Linked DNA regions of Muntiacus reevesi: region 2 is linked to region 1. Evidence: chromatin contacts called from public Hi-C data. All regions are on one chromosome and are shown on one strand. Each heading gives the region's core, a stretch centred on a gene start, on an enhancer-like site or on the middle of the called end of the contact. The rest is flanking DNA. Distances are from core to core; before and after follow the strand shown.

Region 1 (3,267 bases), core at 296-2,795:
TATATATATATATATATATATATATATAGAGAGAGAGAGAGAGAGAGAGAGAGAGGCATAAATATAGGTGCCCAAGTAAGAGTCCTTAGGAGAGAAAAAAGAAAAGAAAAAAAAAGATCCAGAGGAAGATTCTTTCCTGGTTTTAAAATGCGAGCTTTAGAAAAGAAAGGGCATGTGGGGCACATATCCAACTCGCTGATCGGCAAATCTAAGACCTACCCATATACACAAACAATAAGAGGTGACTGCTTGGTGAGGATGCGAAAGGGGGACAGTACAGGCCACAAATTCAGTCACGTGTGTCCTTGTCAGGCTTAGTTTTTCACCCCCTTACTGCTTTTGTGAGTCTCTGGTTGGGTACAGACTGGGAGACTTTGGAGAACTAGTTCATACTTAGAGAACTTGAACTTGTAAATACCAAATTGAAGGGTTTTTATGATCCTGGGAGGTAGCTGAGTCCCCACTGAACCATTCTTTACTCAAATCTTGCCTTCCCTGGCCCTATTCTTACAGGAGTTGAGGCCACAGTACTCTTCCGTCACCTGCCGCGGATTTAAGGGGCTTTGGGGTGTATTTTCTGTCCTATTTGCAGCGGTCAGAACACCAGGAAGTGATCCTTGACTCAGCCTGCCCGAGGTTTGGGTGTTGTCATTCCCCACACGTGATTTTCTACCAGAGACCTCACGTACCATCGGACTTACTCATCCTAGTAACTCCACCTCTTTCCTCCTCTACTCTCCTCCCCACATTAGCCTGCCCTGCTTAGAGATTAGAAGAAAGGAGGGTGCTTGGTGCCAGTAAATACCACTCTCGCAAGTCGTCCGCGAGGAGAGAAACTCGTGTTTGGGAAAGTGCAAGATTGTGGCGTTTGTTGTACTCTTCTCCAGGATGCTTTGCACGTCCTCTGTTTAAGGCTATTCTTACTGTCTTAACCCCAAATAATTCTTTCCTATTCAAGACCACCTTATTACTGAGGCGGACCTTGTCCCCGCTAAGGTTGCTTTCCCTTTCCCTGTTTTCCACTACTCTGAGTCCGGAATTCTCAAATTCTTAGAACTGTTTTGAGTCCCTGATCGGCCTCCTTCCCGTTCCAGCTGCGTGACCTTGAGTGAACCATTAACTTCTCCAGGCCTACTTTCCTCGTCTGTGAAACGAAGGCCAAAACGTCTACCGCACCAAGCTTGTGATGAGGCCCAAATATGAAAGCCCTTTGTGCGCTGTAAAAAGTAATAAAATGTTAGCTATTCTGGATTGCTAATCACTCTTCCAGAAACCCTCCGTTTCCATTGGGGCTCGCCCCGCAAATCGCGCCAGGGGTGGGTACTTCTCACCACCCTCCTATCGCAGTCTTTCCCATTGGCTTACACGACGTCCGCGCGGCGCCGAGTATTGACGCAACGCCGCCTCCGCTGGCGCAGGGTGCTGCATTGGCCCCGCCCCCGACCGCGCCTGGCCTCCTGCAGGGTCCCGCCCTACGGGCCGACACAGGCGGATCCCGCCCCTTCAGTGACGTGTGGCGCGCGCAGCCCGGCCGCCCCGGCAGTTGGTGCAGCGGCGGTTGGGCTGAATACGCTCGCTTCACCCCTCCCCTCCTCCGGCTCGGGCCCCCACCCCGCCGGGCCCAGCCCCAGCTCCAGCCGCAGCGGCCCCGTCCCGTGCGGGCCCGTATCGCCCCCTCAGCCGGAGACGCCCCCGGCCGGCGGGCAGCCCGCCACCATGGAGCTGGAGGACGGTGTGGTGTACCAGGAGGAGCCCGGCGGCTCCGGGGCCGTGATGTCGGAGCGGGTGTCCGGCCTGGCCGGCTCCATCTACCGCGAGTTCGAGAGGCTCATCGGGCGCTACGATGAGGAGGTGGTCAAGGAGCTGATGCCACTGGTGGTAGCCGTGCTGGAGAACCTGGACTCGGTGTTCGCGCAGGACCAAGAGCACCAGGTGGAGCTGGAGCTGCTCCGGGACGACAACGAGCAGCTCATCACCCAGTACGAGCGAGAGAAGGCGCTGCGCAAGCACGCAGAGGAGGTGAGGCCGGCCAGAGGGGAGGGTGAGGGCCGGGCCCGAGGGCCGGGGGGTCGCGGTCCGTCTCGGAGGGGAGGCGCCCCGGCCTCCTTGGGGCAGGCCTAAGTACGAGGTTCGTCGGAATGAGCCTGCCGGCCGAGAGGCCCCAGTACCCCCGGCCAGCATTGGACGCCCAGGGAGATGGGTGAGTGTCCTGGAGAAGAGAGTGAGATGAGGGAAGCAAGGCCTGGGGAGGAAGCCACAGCCTGGCCTGAGGGCACCTGGGGTTGGCTGAGAGCGGTATTTTAGGATATCTGCTTGTCTCTTGTAGTTTAGGGAAGTTTCCGACCACCGTGGGGGTAGTCAGACGGCGTTTCAAACTTTTACCTTGGGGTGGTGGGTGGAGCGCCTTTAAAAAACTGTCCTGGATATGTAACTTCCGCTGGTTCCAATACCTTTCCTGGGGGTTGCTGCTTTGGGAAGTTAGATATCTTCCTCTTTCGGTCAGTTTCTTGATATTTTAACCCTACTGAGGGAGTTTTATTTTATGTGTTATGTGCCTTGGTTGATACTTTGTCGACACTTAGATGTTGTATGGGAATACTCTGTAAATATGGAGAGTATACAATTTTATTTTATTGGAATGCACATCAATGCATTCTTCCTTGTCAGGTGGTAACCTTGGACAGTTCCCTTTAAAAACTATTTATAAAAAGGATGGGGAAGTGGTAGGGGGCTGGTTAAGGAGGTGTGGGTGACAGTTGGCAACTCTTTTCAGAGACTGCACTTGGCCAGTTTTTAACTTTATAAAACCTCAGCTTTTAACTTTAGTGACCTTGATGCCCCAGCCTTGACGCTGAACCTTTTGGAGCTTTGGAGTGCAAGTGATAGATCTTTAACTTCTTGAGGCAGTCAAGGATTCTAGCTTTCAGGATGTGTTGGCATTATTTCTGTGGAATTTATCTGATGCAGGTGAAGTGTCCTATTCATCTTTGTTTCCTGAGCATCTAGCAAACCTGGCTAAATATATGGTGATAGAAGGAAGCTAAATAACTAATTATTGAAGGAATGACTCACTGTCTTTCGGAAATATTTGAAAAGTTTTAACGATGTGCATCTCATTTCCTGACACTAAATAGTACCACCATTTAAACTTTTTTTTTACTTAATACCTTTGTACAAGGTCAAATAGTTTTTTTTCCCCTTAAGTTTGACTGCATGATGCTTTTTAGTTCTGATTTTGTGATCCATTTGTCTCAAAGGGATGCTATT
Region 2 (3,267 bases), core at 531-3,030, 130 kb before region 1:
AGTAGTCATGTGTGGATGTCAGAGTTGGGACTATAAAGAAAGTTGAGGGCCAAAGAATCGATGCTTCTGAACTGTGGTGTTGGAGAAGACTCTTGAGAGTCCCTTGGACGGCAAGGAGATCCAACCAGTCCATCCTAAAGGATGGGTGTTCATTGGAAGGACTGATGTTGAAGGTGAAGCTCCAGTACTTTGGCCACCTGATGTGAAGAGCTGACTCATTGGAAAAAACCCTGATGTTGGGAAAGATTGAGGGCAGAAGGGGACGGCAGAGAATGAGATGGTTGGATGACATCACCGACTCAATGGACATGGGTTTGGGTACACTCCAGCAGTTGGTGGTGGACACGGAGGCCTGGCGTGCTGCGGTTCATGGGGTCGTAGAGTCGGACACGACTGAGCGACTGAACCGAACTAAATCATGCGGGGTTTTCACCACCAGGAAAAGAATCTGCCGCCAAATTGGCTCACAAATATTTAAAAGACGAATACAAAAGCTGGCCAGGCAATCACTTGGTATGATTGTTAAAACATCAGACAGAGCCCCAGGCCTGCGCGCAGGAATTCTAATTCCACAAACAGACTGGCAGTCCTGTGCCCAGGAATTCTGATTTCGCAAACGACGCGGAACTCCTGAATCACTGCATAGTATTGAGGCAGGTGATGCAACGACTAAGGGGGAGAAGATAGTGGGGATGAGCCACGAAAGATGCTCACGATTAAAACAGTCTAAACGAGTATGCGGGTTTCCCAGGTGGCTCTAGTAGTAAAGAACCCGCCTGCCAATGCAGGAGACTTAAAAGACGCGAGTTCGATCCCTGGATCCGGAAGATCCCCGGGAGAAGGCATGACAATCCACTCCAATAATCTTGCCTAGAGAATCCCATGGACAGAGGAGCCTGGTGGGCTACAATCCACAGTGCTGCAGAGTCGGACAGGACTGAAACGACTGTAAGCGCGCGCACGCAAACGAGTATGTATTGAGCGCCTACTGGATACCTGGCGCAACGGCCGGCGAAGAAAGGCGCGGTCTCCGCCCTCCCAGGGCTTTAAGGCTGGCACCCCAGGGCGCCCGTGTTCCCGGCTCCCTACCACCTGAGCGCTTCCATGCACCGCAGGCTCCGCTCCCCAGCGCCCAGGCTCCGCCCTCGGGGGCTCGCAGCCCACCCCGGGCCCAAGCCGCTCGAGGCGGCGTCCCTCACCCGCGGGCACCGCAGACGCCGCAGCAGCGCGTCCTCGTCGTCCTCCACGTCGCCGAAGACCAGCTCCTCCAGGCACCGCTCTACTGCCGGCTTGTCCTTCTCCAGCGTCAGACGGTTCCGCAGTCGGAGCCGTTTCTCCTCCTCCGAGGCAACTGAGATTGCAGCGGCCGCCGCGCGCGGCCAGGCCAGCGACTTTCGCTGGCATGAGGGGGCAGCTTTTCGGGGCGGCCCGCCCCATCGCGCTCCGGCTCTCCCGTCTGGCCTCGCTTGGGTCTTACGGTCCTGTCTCACTCGGCGCCTTCTTTCTGGCGGCATCTTTGGGTTTGAGAAGAAACGCAGGCGCTCACGTGGAACCTCACTGCGCATGAGCAGAGGCCGCAGGTGGCCGGAAGAAGGTTGCACCGCCTTTGAGCACGTGACCAACACTGTGCTCTTGTGTAACGCCCACTCCCCTCGCGAGCCCCTCCCCGTGTGGGAGTTCCTCCGGGAGGACCAATCTTCCGGGTGGAGGGGGAAGAGGCGTGACTGGAGTGGAAATTTTTTTCCAACATAACTTCGCAGCTGTAACTGATTGAAAGGATAGAAAGAAAGACAGAGATGACAGGCTGAAACTTTTACTCTTTCTCCTGCCTTTTTAACCACTCGACTTACACGAGCCCCATTCGCCTTTTCCACCCCTTCGTGTTGGTACGACCCTTGGAGTACGGAGCCTGCAGAGGGTCCCACGCTGGAAGACAGAGAGGAGGGTATGTAGGGAAGCGGGCCAATCGGGGCGCGGGTCACGGCGCAGGCGCGCTGGGGAGGGAGGGCTATGCTAATGTTGTTGATATCCTGGGGCCACCCGAGTTAAAGGGGGGAAATCCGGGGGTTGCCGTAGCCACCACCAGTCTGGGCCCAGCCGGGGCTCCCCTGTAGTCGCCGTAGTCCCGGGGAGAGGCGCCTGCCCCCAGCTCGGGAGGGGGCGCCGCGGGCCCGGGGAGCACGGACAACCCCTACCCATGAGGCCCTGATGGAAAACACAAAGGATCTGGTGAGAGCCGAGCGCGGCAGCTGCTTTGTGTGCCAGGTGGGGGGGACGCCCGCAGCTCCCTGACCCCAGGAACCCGTGCAGCCCCCTGACCCTGCTCCCAGGCCTGCTTCTCTTATCCCACGCCCCCTCCACCTCCGGAGCCCCCCTCCCCCTGCCGGCCGTTAAACGATTGGGGGGTGTCCCCTCCCCCCACTCCCTTCAGCCCTGGACTCTTCAGGGTTCTCCGTATCCCCTTCACTATCTGGAAAACAAATTTTAGAAGAAAGTTCTTCTCTTCATTCCACCCCACCCCACCCCCCTTAGCTCTGGCTGGGGGAGAAAGACTGGATTTGAGACTTCCTTTTTTGGCCGCCCAGGGTCGGGGAGAGGAGTCCTCACGTCTCCCGCGGGGCAGACTTTGGGTGCTTTGCGTGGGAAGGCGCCTCAAGGCTGTGGGGCAGGCGCCGCGAGGCGTTTCGCACGTGGAGGTGGAAAAATTGAAAAGGGGCGGAGTGGGCACGTGTGGGAGGGAGAGGTGGGAGTGGTGTTTGGGAAGTAGTCGCCTTTTAAAAGAGTTCTAAGTTAGTGGGCTTTTATGACCATTGTATTCTCTTTTGTGAAATAAGAATCCTAACATTTCAGAGTCGGAAGAGACATTAGAGGTCACCCAAAGCCGCCGTCCCCTGTGCAGCCTCCCTGACAAGTGGTAGGTAGCCTGGCCTCTGCCTAAACCCCTCCAAACCCTGAGCGCTCGCTGCTGCCCAGGAAAGCCCTTTCTGTTCAGTTGTTATGATTGTTGTTTGCTTATCCTTATTAGACTCTTCAGCCTCATTCATGCCTTTGTTAAGTGGATTCCCCTTTTACTTCTCAAATTTTCTCTCACATCCTCCTCACCCACCCCACTGCTCATTGGCCTATATTTTGTGTGTCAGGAAAGAACGGCCAGGAAGTGGGGGAAGGAGGGCTTACGAGATAGATAGGGCTGGCTGAAAACTTGGCTAGGTCAGTTCAGATGTGCTGGCTTACATGTCTGAGAATGGATGTTGTTTTTCTGCAGGA

What was found. Hi-C and Micro-C count contacts between places; a contact is called where the count stands out from the background.
Region 2: a Hi-C map of muscle shows a contact between it and region 1, with 3 times the contacts expected there. The contact joins the promoter of MBTD1 here to the promoter of SPAG9 in region 1. A contact is called at or near these places in 2 of 3 Hi-C or Micro-C datasets (blood and muscle).

What each region holds. Positions count from the first base shown.
Region 1 is chr18:26,689,142-26,692,408 of mMunRee1.1, reverse strand. It overlaps SPAG9 (sperm associated antigen 9), which reads left to right and starts at 1,545. Exons shown (of 30, transcript XM_065911018.1): 1 at 1,545-2,019. The coding sequence starts at 1,717.
Region 2 is chr18:26,818,411-26,821,677 of mMunRee1.1, reverse strand. It overlaps MBTD1 (mbt domain containing 1), which reads left to right and starts at 1,780. Exons shown (of 18, transcript XM_065908564.1): 1 at 1,780-1,945; 2 at 2,851-2,914. It overlaps UTP18 (UTP18 small subunit processome component), which reads right to left and starts at 1,570. Exons shown (of 14, transcript XM_065908567.1): 1 at 1,200-1,570. The coding sequence starts at 1,565.